Regions from separate parts of the Mus musculus genome. Here region 2 is linked to region 1. A link is a contact called in public promoter capture Hi-C data. All regions are on one chromosome and are shown on one strand. Each heading gives the region's core, a stretch centred on a gene start, on an enhancer-like site or on the middle of the called end of the contact. The rest is flanking DNA. Distances are from core to core; before and after follow the strand shown. Region 1 holds the start of Exo1 (exonuclease 1). Region 2 has its middle 23 kb from the start of Gm26104.

What was found. Promoter capture Hi-C pulls out the DNA fragments that hold promoters and counts their contacts.
Region 2: a promoter capture Hi-C map of liver shows a contact between it and region 1, with 2.2 times the contacts expected there. The contact joins the enhancer-like site here to the promoter of Exo1 in region 1. A contact is called at or near these places in 8 of 39 promoter capture datasets (the 3T3-L1 cell line, 3T3-L1-derived adipocytes, the C10 cell line and 5 more), 1 of 484 Hi-C or Micro-C datasets (B cells) and 3 of 115 datasets of contacts at active chromatin or transcription factors (bone marrow-derived macrophages and stem cell-derived neural progenitor cells).

What each region holds. Positions count from the first base shown.
Region 1 is chr1:175,878,726-175,883,541 of GRCm38.p6, forward strand. It overlaps Exo1 (exonuclease 1), which reads left to right and starts at 2,053. Exons shown (of 15, transcript NM_012012.4): 1 at 2,053-2,131; 2 at 2,407-2,475; 3 at 4,170-4,343. The coding sequence starts at 4,183. Gm36360 (a long non-coding RNA gene) reads right to left here and starts at 2,030. Exons shown (of 3, transcript XR_373723.2): 1 at 1,947-2,030.
Region 2 is chr1:176,721,656-176,726,471 of GRCm38.p6, forward strand. No RefSeq gene overlaps it. Among named protein-coding and RNA genes, the nearest start is that of Gm26104, 23 kb to the left of the region's middle. Within about 2 kb of position 2,911, at least 28 of the 459 cell types and tissues checked have an H3K27ac peak or open chromatin away from gene starts, as enhancers often do. A contact at or near this core is called in liver, where this site is marked.

The DNA of each region.
Region 1 (4,816 bases), core at 803-3,302:
AGGCATGAGCCACCATTGCCTGGCACATGCAGGCTTCTTAATATATTAAATGATTATCCTTCTGCTTCTATGAGCTATAAAATATGCATATTTTAAATATACATTTAAAATTTTTCATTCAGATAGATAGAAAGATATATTGTGTGTGTGTGTGTTTTACCACAATATAACAAAGAAAAGAGGACATTAGCCAGATCTGGGCATTTTCTATAACTGTAAATCCACATTCTTTCAGAAAGTCTAATGACTTAAAGTCAATTTGTTTGGGCAAAGAAAAAGATTTACTTGAAAACCAATGATGGTGTAGCTCCCCAACAAAGCCCAGCCTCCTTGGGGCTGCAGTCACGAATATGATCTAGGGATTTGCTGGGGGAACATATCACTGGGGTAGTAGTCCGCCTTACCAGTGCACCAGGTACTCTGTGTTAATTAGTACTTATATATTAATGGATGTTTGGGGTTCTGTAAGTTTAAAGAAAGGTAACACAACAGATAATACCATCGTGCATCTTTTGAGTTCCTTTCCTGGAGAATAACTAATTTGTCACTGAATTGTTAGGATATTAAAGGTGAACCCAGAGAGCAGAGAGGATCACACATGGTATCTTTACATGGAGGGCAAGAGAGAGAAAAGCTTTTTTTTTTACAGACATGGGCAGGGAAGATTCTTATTTTAAAAGATCCTGACAGAATGTAAAAGGTCACAGAAGCCCTGAAATTGGCAAGATTGATGTCACTGTTAGCAGAACTAGCTTCACTGATTTAGAAAAAATAGAGGTGCACAATGCTCTGGCCACTCCTTGAACCTGTGTGTCTGCCAATGTTTTGACCATTCCTTGAACCCATGTGTGTGCCCACTGCTGCACCTCACTGCCAGGTGTTTGTGATATTGGTTGCTGGGAGAGTCAGAAAATCTCCCCAGCAACCACAGCCCAGCCAATCCGGAGTTGCTACACCTGCACCAGACTCTTTCCTTGTACCCCTCCCATACCCATTTCTTGAGAATAGACATTGTTTAGATCTGGAAATCCCCTACTCCCCCCTTCTCCTTCCCCCCAGGGCCTATAAAAACTGAGACCCCTTTCCCCTCAGGGTCGACTCCTCTACTCCTGCGTGGGATGTGAGTCGTCCCCAGAGCTCTAGCTTTCCCCGAATAAAGCCTCATGTGGTTTGCATCAAGCTTGGTCTCTCATGAGTTCTTGGGTGTCCGCTATTGTCCTGAGGCCTGAGCGAGGGGCTCCTCTCGGAGTCTTTCAATTTCACACTTAGATAGCTTCAGTCAGAGGAGTCTGCTGGGGCAAAGACAGTAAGAGACTAAATTATGTACAGTCCGGCTGTGTGACTTCTAAAATTAGTAAGTTTTTAAAAGTCCATTAAGAAGAGAAACTAGAGGGGTTTTCTTTCCTTGATAACACTAGGAAATGTGACCCAATACAACCAACAATATACAGGGTTTAATAACTTGAACCATTGGGCCATTTTGTTTCTTAGTTATAAGGATAACATTTTCCCAACTCGTATCAGGGATAAAGCCATATAATGAATAAAGTGGGTAAGCGCAGACTATAATCAAACTATAGCAACATGAAAGCTTTGTACAAAACTTCAATTTGCATAGAGGTGAGGATGTTTCGGAGACGAAAGACTGTGGTGTTGGCCTGGAATTAAGCAACTATGAACTGGGCTCCTTTTCCGGGTTTAAAATAACAAAATATGTTTGACTCCAAGTTGGGAGTTCTTTAGCACGCATGTACCTGGATCCAGTGGCTTGGTCAAGGGAGAACTACAACTCCCAGCAGCACCGGCGAGAGCGCAACTTCCGGGCCTAGAGTTTCTCTTGCCCCCTCCCTTACCACCACCCCACTTCTCTCACAAACAAGCCGACTTTTCGCTTCTAGCGTCGCCGAGTTCGAGATGGCATTGGCCATTGGCGGCGGACTTCCTACCTTGCAAGGAAGGGCTCAGGACTCGGCTAAGAGGAAAGTCGGGTCATAGAAAGCGGGAGGTGGAGGCTGCGGCTCAGGACGCCCAGGGACGTCATGTCCGCTGGGCGGGGCTTCCCGATCCCGCGCAAATCGAAAGGTCCATGGCTGCGCTTGCAGCAGCCGCTCGCCGCCGTTCTGAACCCCAGGTGAGCGAGCGAGCCCCTATGCGGGCGGCCGGGCGGTCACTGGAGCAGCGGGCCGTGTGGAGGAAAGTGGGGTCCCCATGACTCTGATCCACGTGCCTTCTGCCCCTCGGCGCGAAACCCGGATCTCCGGGAAGTGAGCGGGAGCGTGGAGCGCCTGCAGGCGACTGCCTCGGCCTCCGGGTCTCCCGCTTTCCGCAGAGGCGGGCTGACGTGTGTCCTTACCAACACTCGTACCTAGCGATGAATTCCCTTTGTATATGCTCTCTCCTGTGCAGGTTTGAGGAGCCACGGCGCCTGGAATGGACTTGTGTGCTATGCCTGTTCGTTCGGGAGACGGGACTAAGGTGAAGCCGCTGCTGCTGTTACCTCGGGTACCACCGGCGACCTTCTGGTGTTGATGCGCCACATGGCACTCAGTCACTTCTATACTAAAGAGGAAATATTTATTCGAGATTTAGTTGGCCTAGAAGAAAGAAACTTAAGGAAATTTCACGAAATGTAATTATGTCCCTCCCCCACCCCAACCCCCCCCCCCCCCAGCATGCACGAAATCATGTTTTAGAGACGTTGTCTTTTAAACGTAGTGGACTCGTTTTACACAGACCCACCTGCACCCAAATTGGCTGATGTTTAAAATTACGGGTTCATGCCCCCCTTTAGGGATTCATAGTTAATGGGCATGACCTTAAAGGTAAATGAATCTCTCAAGTGTCAGGGCTGCTAGCTAAGGGCATGGCCACTTTCCTGTGGTGTCAACAGGGCACCTCTGGCTTATCCCATAGTCTTTAAGAACATGATCTTAGGTCTGTTGAATCAGGTGCCTGTCCCTGTGACCTCACTGCTGAGAGAGGGGAAGGTAAGAGTGGAAAATCCCAGAGAGCTCAGCCTAAGACCTAACTAGCCTGGTGGACGCAGCTCAAACAAACAAGGTGGACTGCCTTTCACATCCTCCGATTCAAACTCCATCACGCATGCATCATACACAGAAAGAATAGTTGCAGAGGGTAATAGCCTTTGCTCTTGCAACCATGAGGACCTAAGTTAGAATCCTCCCCCCAGCCCCCTCCCCATTAAAACCCCCTGTGCCTGAGCCTGCTGGTAACTGCAGAGATTGGGAGGCAGAGGTGGCAGATCCCAAGACCTCATTGGGCCTAGTTGGTTCCGTAACACCCTGCCTCAAGGTGATAGACAGGTAGCAATAGAGGAAGACACCCAATGCCTTGCTCTGGGCTCTGCATGGATGTACCCACACACTCATTACATGCACACACTCCCTAATACAAATACCTGATCTTAGATGGTAATACTGTATTGGGAAGTGGCAAGCAGCTGCTGGAGTTGGAGTAGGAAGGCGGGGGTGGGGTGGGGGGGGGTGTTAGTTGCTTTGAAGGGGCTGCCATCTCCAGGACTTCCATGTAAGGACCTAGAAGGGAATGGAAATTATAACTGTTTGTTTCTTGAAGCTGTTTTGCACATCAAACACGGCTTCATGTGTCTTTGGTATAGCCTTCAATGAATCTGATGAAATTTCCCCTAGATGCCACCATGGCTAATTACCAGGGTATTGCTTGGAATAAACCATTCTGGTAGTGTGGGATTGCTGACATGCTTTTCAGTTGAAATGTCTGTCCTTCTCCAAACTTTGGAGTTTCTACACTGAACTTTGGATGCGCCCCTTTAATATAGGGGTGAATATGATACCATAGCATGCAGTGTTATAGGCTCATAGTCCTCTTTTTATGAAAGGAGAGACTCAGTTTTAATGTCTGAGTCCAAGTGTTAAGAGAGATAAGAGCCCACGTTAGGATTGTAAGTATGGAAGCATTTTTGGAAACAAATAACCACGAAGGAACTCCCCAGTGGTGTTCAGGTGAGTGTTGGTGATTAATGAAGTTCTGAGCTACAGAAGTTGCCCGAGAGAAGGCCAATCATTAGCTAAATGTTACTGTCGGTGCTAGACTCCACACTGAATTTCTAAAGCTTTTTGGTAAATCAGCCTTGGTTTCATGTTGCTCTCCTCCCTTTTTCCTTCATGTAGTTAACTTGGCACGATGGGGATTCAAGGGTTACTTCAGTTCATCCAAGAAGCTTCTGAACCTGTCAACGTGAAGAAGTACAAAGGACAGGCAGTGGCTGTGGATACCTACTGTTGGCTTCACAAAGGGGCTATTGCTTGTGCTGAAAAGCTAGCCAAAGGGGAACCTACAGATAGGTGAGTTTGCAGTGTATATCACTTGGTTTGAGAGCTAGAATGGTATGCTTTCTGTTTTTGGGTCAGCCCCAGGTATTTCAGGCTGGCCGGGGATTTGCTATAGCCAAGGATGACCTGGAGGAGGAGTCTAATCCATTGTGCCGCCACTGCCCAGCTTCCTGTATGCCAGGGACTGAGCCCAGGGCATCATGCATGCTAAGCAAGCACGTCTATGAACTGGGCGATATCCACAGCACCTCAGTCCTTTTTCTTTTTCACCTTTGTTTCTCCGGTCATTGTTTCAATAAATACTAGCATTTAATAAGAGCATGTGCTTAGAGCATTGCCAGACTTCTTCTGTGGTACAGGTCTGATGTTTGGTCTTAGTAAGAAGGCATAGTGGCAGGATACAGACAGACAAAAGTTGAATATTATCTCCTGAAAGAGTGGGGATTTTTTCTCCTGTTCCCAAACTCCTGAAATACCAACTCTGG
Region 2 (4,816 bases), core at 1,661-4,160, 840 kb after region 1:
CAATCTCTTGTCTGGACCACCCTGAACATCTGGATATTTTTCTGTACCTTCATAGGTCATCAGTGAGTGGACTTTGAAGGAACTGACCAGTTTACCACTGTCTAGATCCTGACCCTACCTGCTTCTCCTGGTTCACTGACTCCCTTAAACCCCAGGGCCCTCAGTATTATGCAAGTCATCTGCCTTTACATCAGGACTTAGAATTCTCCTCCACACACAGCCACTTCACTTGACTCTCCAATTCACTAACCATCCATTGAAAAGTACAGCCAATGGGAGATCATACCCCAGACCAGTTTCTTTTCTATGGTTTTGATAGAGCAAACCTTCATTTTGGTTGATGCTTCAACCCATCTTAAGGAGGAAGGAAGGAGGGAAAGGATAAGAAGGAGGAAGAGGATGAGAAAGAGGAGAAGGAGGAGAAGGAGGAGGAGGAGAAGGAGGAAGAGGGGGAGGAGGAGGAGGGGGGAGGAGGAAGAGGAGGAGGAGGAGAAGGAGGAAGAGGGGGAGGAGGAGGAGGGGGGAGGAGGAAGAGGAGGAGGAGGGGGGAGGAGGAAGAGGAGGAGGAGGGGGAGGAGAAAGAGGAGGAGGAGGGGGAGGAGAAGGAAGAGGAGGGGGAGGAGGAAGAGGAAGAGGAGGGGGAGGAGGAAGAGGAGGGGGAGGAAGAAGAGGAGGGGGAGGAGGAAGAGGAAGAGGAGGGGGAGGAGGAAGAGGAGGGGGAGGAGGAAGAGGAGGGGGGAGGAGGAGGAGGAGGAGGAGGAGGAGTAACTGAGACCCAACTTCCATCTGTCAGTAATAAATGACTTGCTGCCTTGGAATAGACCCGGGTAAAGCAGAATCAAATGCCATCCTAGAAATGTCAACAGTCACAGTACAATAGGCAGGTTTACAATGCACATCAAAACCGATTAGAATTATTGAGGTGCATTCCAGGTTACAGAGCCGCTGGCTGGTGTGAAGATCAATAAATAATTCTGGCACATGGTGAATTTAAATTACATCGCCATTTGTAACTTGGTGTTCATATGCTGATCAGATGCCAGCTACTTGATGTGGTTATAGTTTTTCCTTGCCTGTCTTAAAAGGATTAGACACTATCCCAGGAGCACCAAAGAGTATTCTGAAGAGACTTAAGAAAAAATGAGATTCAAGTCTGACCTGCATGCTTAGAAACCACTTTCAGATGTGGAGTAGACCTTGGCCTTCCTTAGCTTTGTGAAGCAACTTCTCTCTTTTGTCACTGCCTCCTCTGGGAATTTGCCTTATCTAGAGGGCAGTTAACATTAACTATCACTGAAGTCAGTGCAATTAGAGGACAAATAGTGGGGCCTCTAAAGTGACATTATTCCAAGTAAACTGAATCCCAAAGAATTAGCCTACTGTTTGGATTTTTAATTTTCCCAATGGCTCATGTAATAAAGGTTAATTCTCAGCATCTCACTGTTGGCAGATTGTGGCAGATCCGAGTGTGAAGTCTTTATATCACTGGGAATGTATCCTCAAAGGCTGTGGGGCTCCCTCTCTTTTGTTTCCTGGATATGAAGTAACTGGTCCTGTTCTCACCTTTTTGTCTTGGTGTGTGACCAACCGACTGCAAGAGCAAAAGCTACAGGACCGACCAGACCTGGGTTAGAATCTCAAAGCTATGTACCTAAATAAACCTTTCCTCTACTTGAATTTATTAGTGTCCTGGGTACTTTGTTTGAGTGACAGATAGTTAACTAGAACAAGTTTCATAAAAAAAAAAAAGCCAAGTATGATAGATCAAATGACAGTTTTAATTCAATCAGGAAGGTTATCATTTAGAGGACTCCTATAAAAAATACTTTTGTAAAGCTGAAAATTCGCCTGTAGTATGTGTGTTAAGTATACATTACACTAAGTACAAATTAAATAAGAATGCTCAGAACATGGTTTTGGATGCAGAATTAATTTGGATTTGCTCCAATGCTTGTTGATAGCTCGGTCATATCTCTGAATAGTCAGTCTCCATATTCTCCCAGTGCAGGCAACTGACAACTGAATTCTCTCAGCACCTGCTTCATGCCTTGAACTTTTTGTTTGTCGAATGGATGAACATCTTGAGGGTACATTAAACAATATAAAAGCAATTTATATTGTTTAATACATAAGCCAAGGGATGTATGCCTTTCTTTGGTACCAAGAGGCAATTTTAAATGAAAATATGCATCAGCTTTTGAAAAGGTTTAACCATGTTTAAGAATGACGGGTCTTCTGGTGGTAAGTGACATTACCCTGAATTTTCTAGGACAGCTAACATTTATCCCATACATTGTCAGAGAGACCAGCACACTGTGTAGAACAGAGAGAGAAGAGAAACACAGGCAGTGGCCAGCCTACTCAGGAACTGTCAACAGTATTAGTCAAGGGCTAGATCAGAACCTCATTATTGTGAAACCTGCCGGAGAAAACAGAAACAAGAACACAATCCACGACTTTGGATACATTTGGAGCACCTGTTATGGGCCAGCCCATAAATCATTCACAATCTATGTCCTGTTGAGGCTCACATTCCAGTCAAGAAAAGAAGCAAAGGCATAGCTGATCAAGGTGAAGCCTCCTGAGATAATCTGCATAACAATGCCAGGACTTGGGAGGGAAAGGGAAGCTTATCCCAGAGAGCAGAACTGGAGAAGCTCGGATTAGGAAGCAGTCATTGCGTAGACCTTGCTGTCTCTACTGTCCCTAGGGTCCTTTTACCATGTTTGTAACCCATTCTTGCTTGCACGTTTCTACTTCTTGTGTTCCATGTGTCTGACTTTTTGGAACACTGTCCTCAGTTGGCAGGAGCTGCATGTTTGGCCAGCAAATGTCATAAGGGGAGGACCTGGAGGCTTATGTGCCCCACCCTCACCACTGGCAGCTCTTAAGCAACAACTAACTAGGAAGAAGAGCTCAGAGTCCAGATGCTCGCCCCAGGGTTGGGGCAACCGAGTCCCCTGCCCCATGAGGGTGACTCAGCTTCTGAGCCACCTTTTGCTGGGTCCCTTTCCTTTCCCTCTCCCAGTTCCTTCCAAAAGGGCAACATAAACCCCATTTCTCTCCATTTAAGGACCAGGCCTGATTTCAAAAAGGGCCCTAAGGCACTAGCTTCAGGAATAGGCCATAGGTCTCAGAAACTAAGTCATAAGACACCAGCTCTAGGAACAGACCATAAAATCCAGAACAAGATCATAAAACCCAAAGAACTGCCTGGGGATAACCACAAAAATGAGGAAACATCTCAGAATGCACTGGGTGGTCCTATTTCATCGCATGGTTAAATGTTCAAGACTGGAATGCGGACCACACCTGTGACTCCCTAGCAACCATCAATGAAATTTCAGATTACCTAATCTTTCTAGACAGTTCCACCAGTTCCCTAAAGAAGGCCTGCGTGCTTTTGCCTGGGGTCGCCATTTTAGAGAATGACTAACTCCACTCGGGCGCGCACACAGGCACGCAGGCACGCACGCGCGCGCGCGCGCGCGCACGCACGCACACACACACACACACACACACACACACACACACACACACACACGCACGCACGTGCGCACGCTGGTTTCTGCAGAATAAATGCTCTTGGTCTTTGCATGCTATCTGAGTCTGGGGTCTTCCCTCGGCGACTTTCTGACCTTACAGTCCCCTGTTCATTGGTTTCTCACAAACACAGTTCTAACCTACAAGTATGCTTCCAGGCCACTGGGCTGGAATGCATGGATACATTTTTTTCTTGTTACTTCTCTCCCGCACCCTACCCCCTTTGCCCCCCAGGAGAAGATGGTGTTCTAGTAATAATAAAGAATGGGCATCAAAGTTCAAAGCCAGGTGGCCTGTGGCCTGGGCTGAGCTGGGGATTTAGATAGGACAAGAATGATAAGCAGGGGACTGGGGGATATAGTTCAGATGGTCAACTGCTTTCTTAGCAAGGTCTCAGTTCAGTCCGCAGTGCTGTTAAACTGGTCATGACTGCACACAGCTATGATGCCAGTACTGGGAGAAGCAAGGTTAGGAAGCAAGTCTGTGAGAAACCAGTGAACAAAGGAACTAGGCAAGGGAGAGGAAAGGGGCCCGGCTAAAGAGAGAGGGTCTTGAATTCAAGGTCATCTCCAGCTACACACTGTGAATGTGGGTGCAGTGAAACCAGCAGACTAGACCACGCTGTGGGAAGAAGGGAAGGTTTATGGAGGACCGAACTGCCAGGCTGTCTCTTAAAGGCAGAGAGAACAGCAAATGGCATGAAAAACCTTGCCAGTTTTAAGGGGACAGGTAGCAGTGTGTGTGGGGTCCGGGGATATGCAGGTTAGAACAGCCTGATTGGGGCGGGGGGCTTTGATTTGTTGCAGGCTTGTTTTCATTAACCAGGGACCAATGACCTCTTGAAGCAGTTGGCTAAGGAGGGGTTGGGAGGAGGACTAGGCAAGTATTGGCTTTTCCCGACAAACAGAAAACTACTTCCAAGACTTCTGAGAGTTTAGGATTTTTGTTTACCCCCTAACAATCCTTCGTTTATCCAGTCAGAGGCAGGCTGAGCTGAGCCCAGGTTGTCATTTAGGACATTGTCAGTGGCACCGCCATTTGGGAGCCTGCTTTGGACCCAACACACAGTGAATTGCAGGTCAGTCTGGGCTACATGAGACAGCAGAGAGAAGAGATAGATAGATAGATAGATAGATAGATAGATAGATAGATAGATAGGATAGGTAAAATAATCTTATTTTATTTTATCAAGATACCATCTCAGCATAATGCTGTCTGGGCAGCTCAGCTGGCATAATATTTAGGTATAGTTTACTTCAAAGACCACCACTCT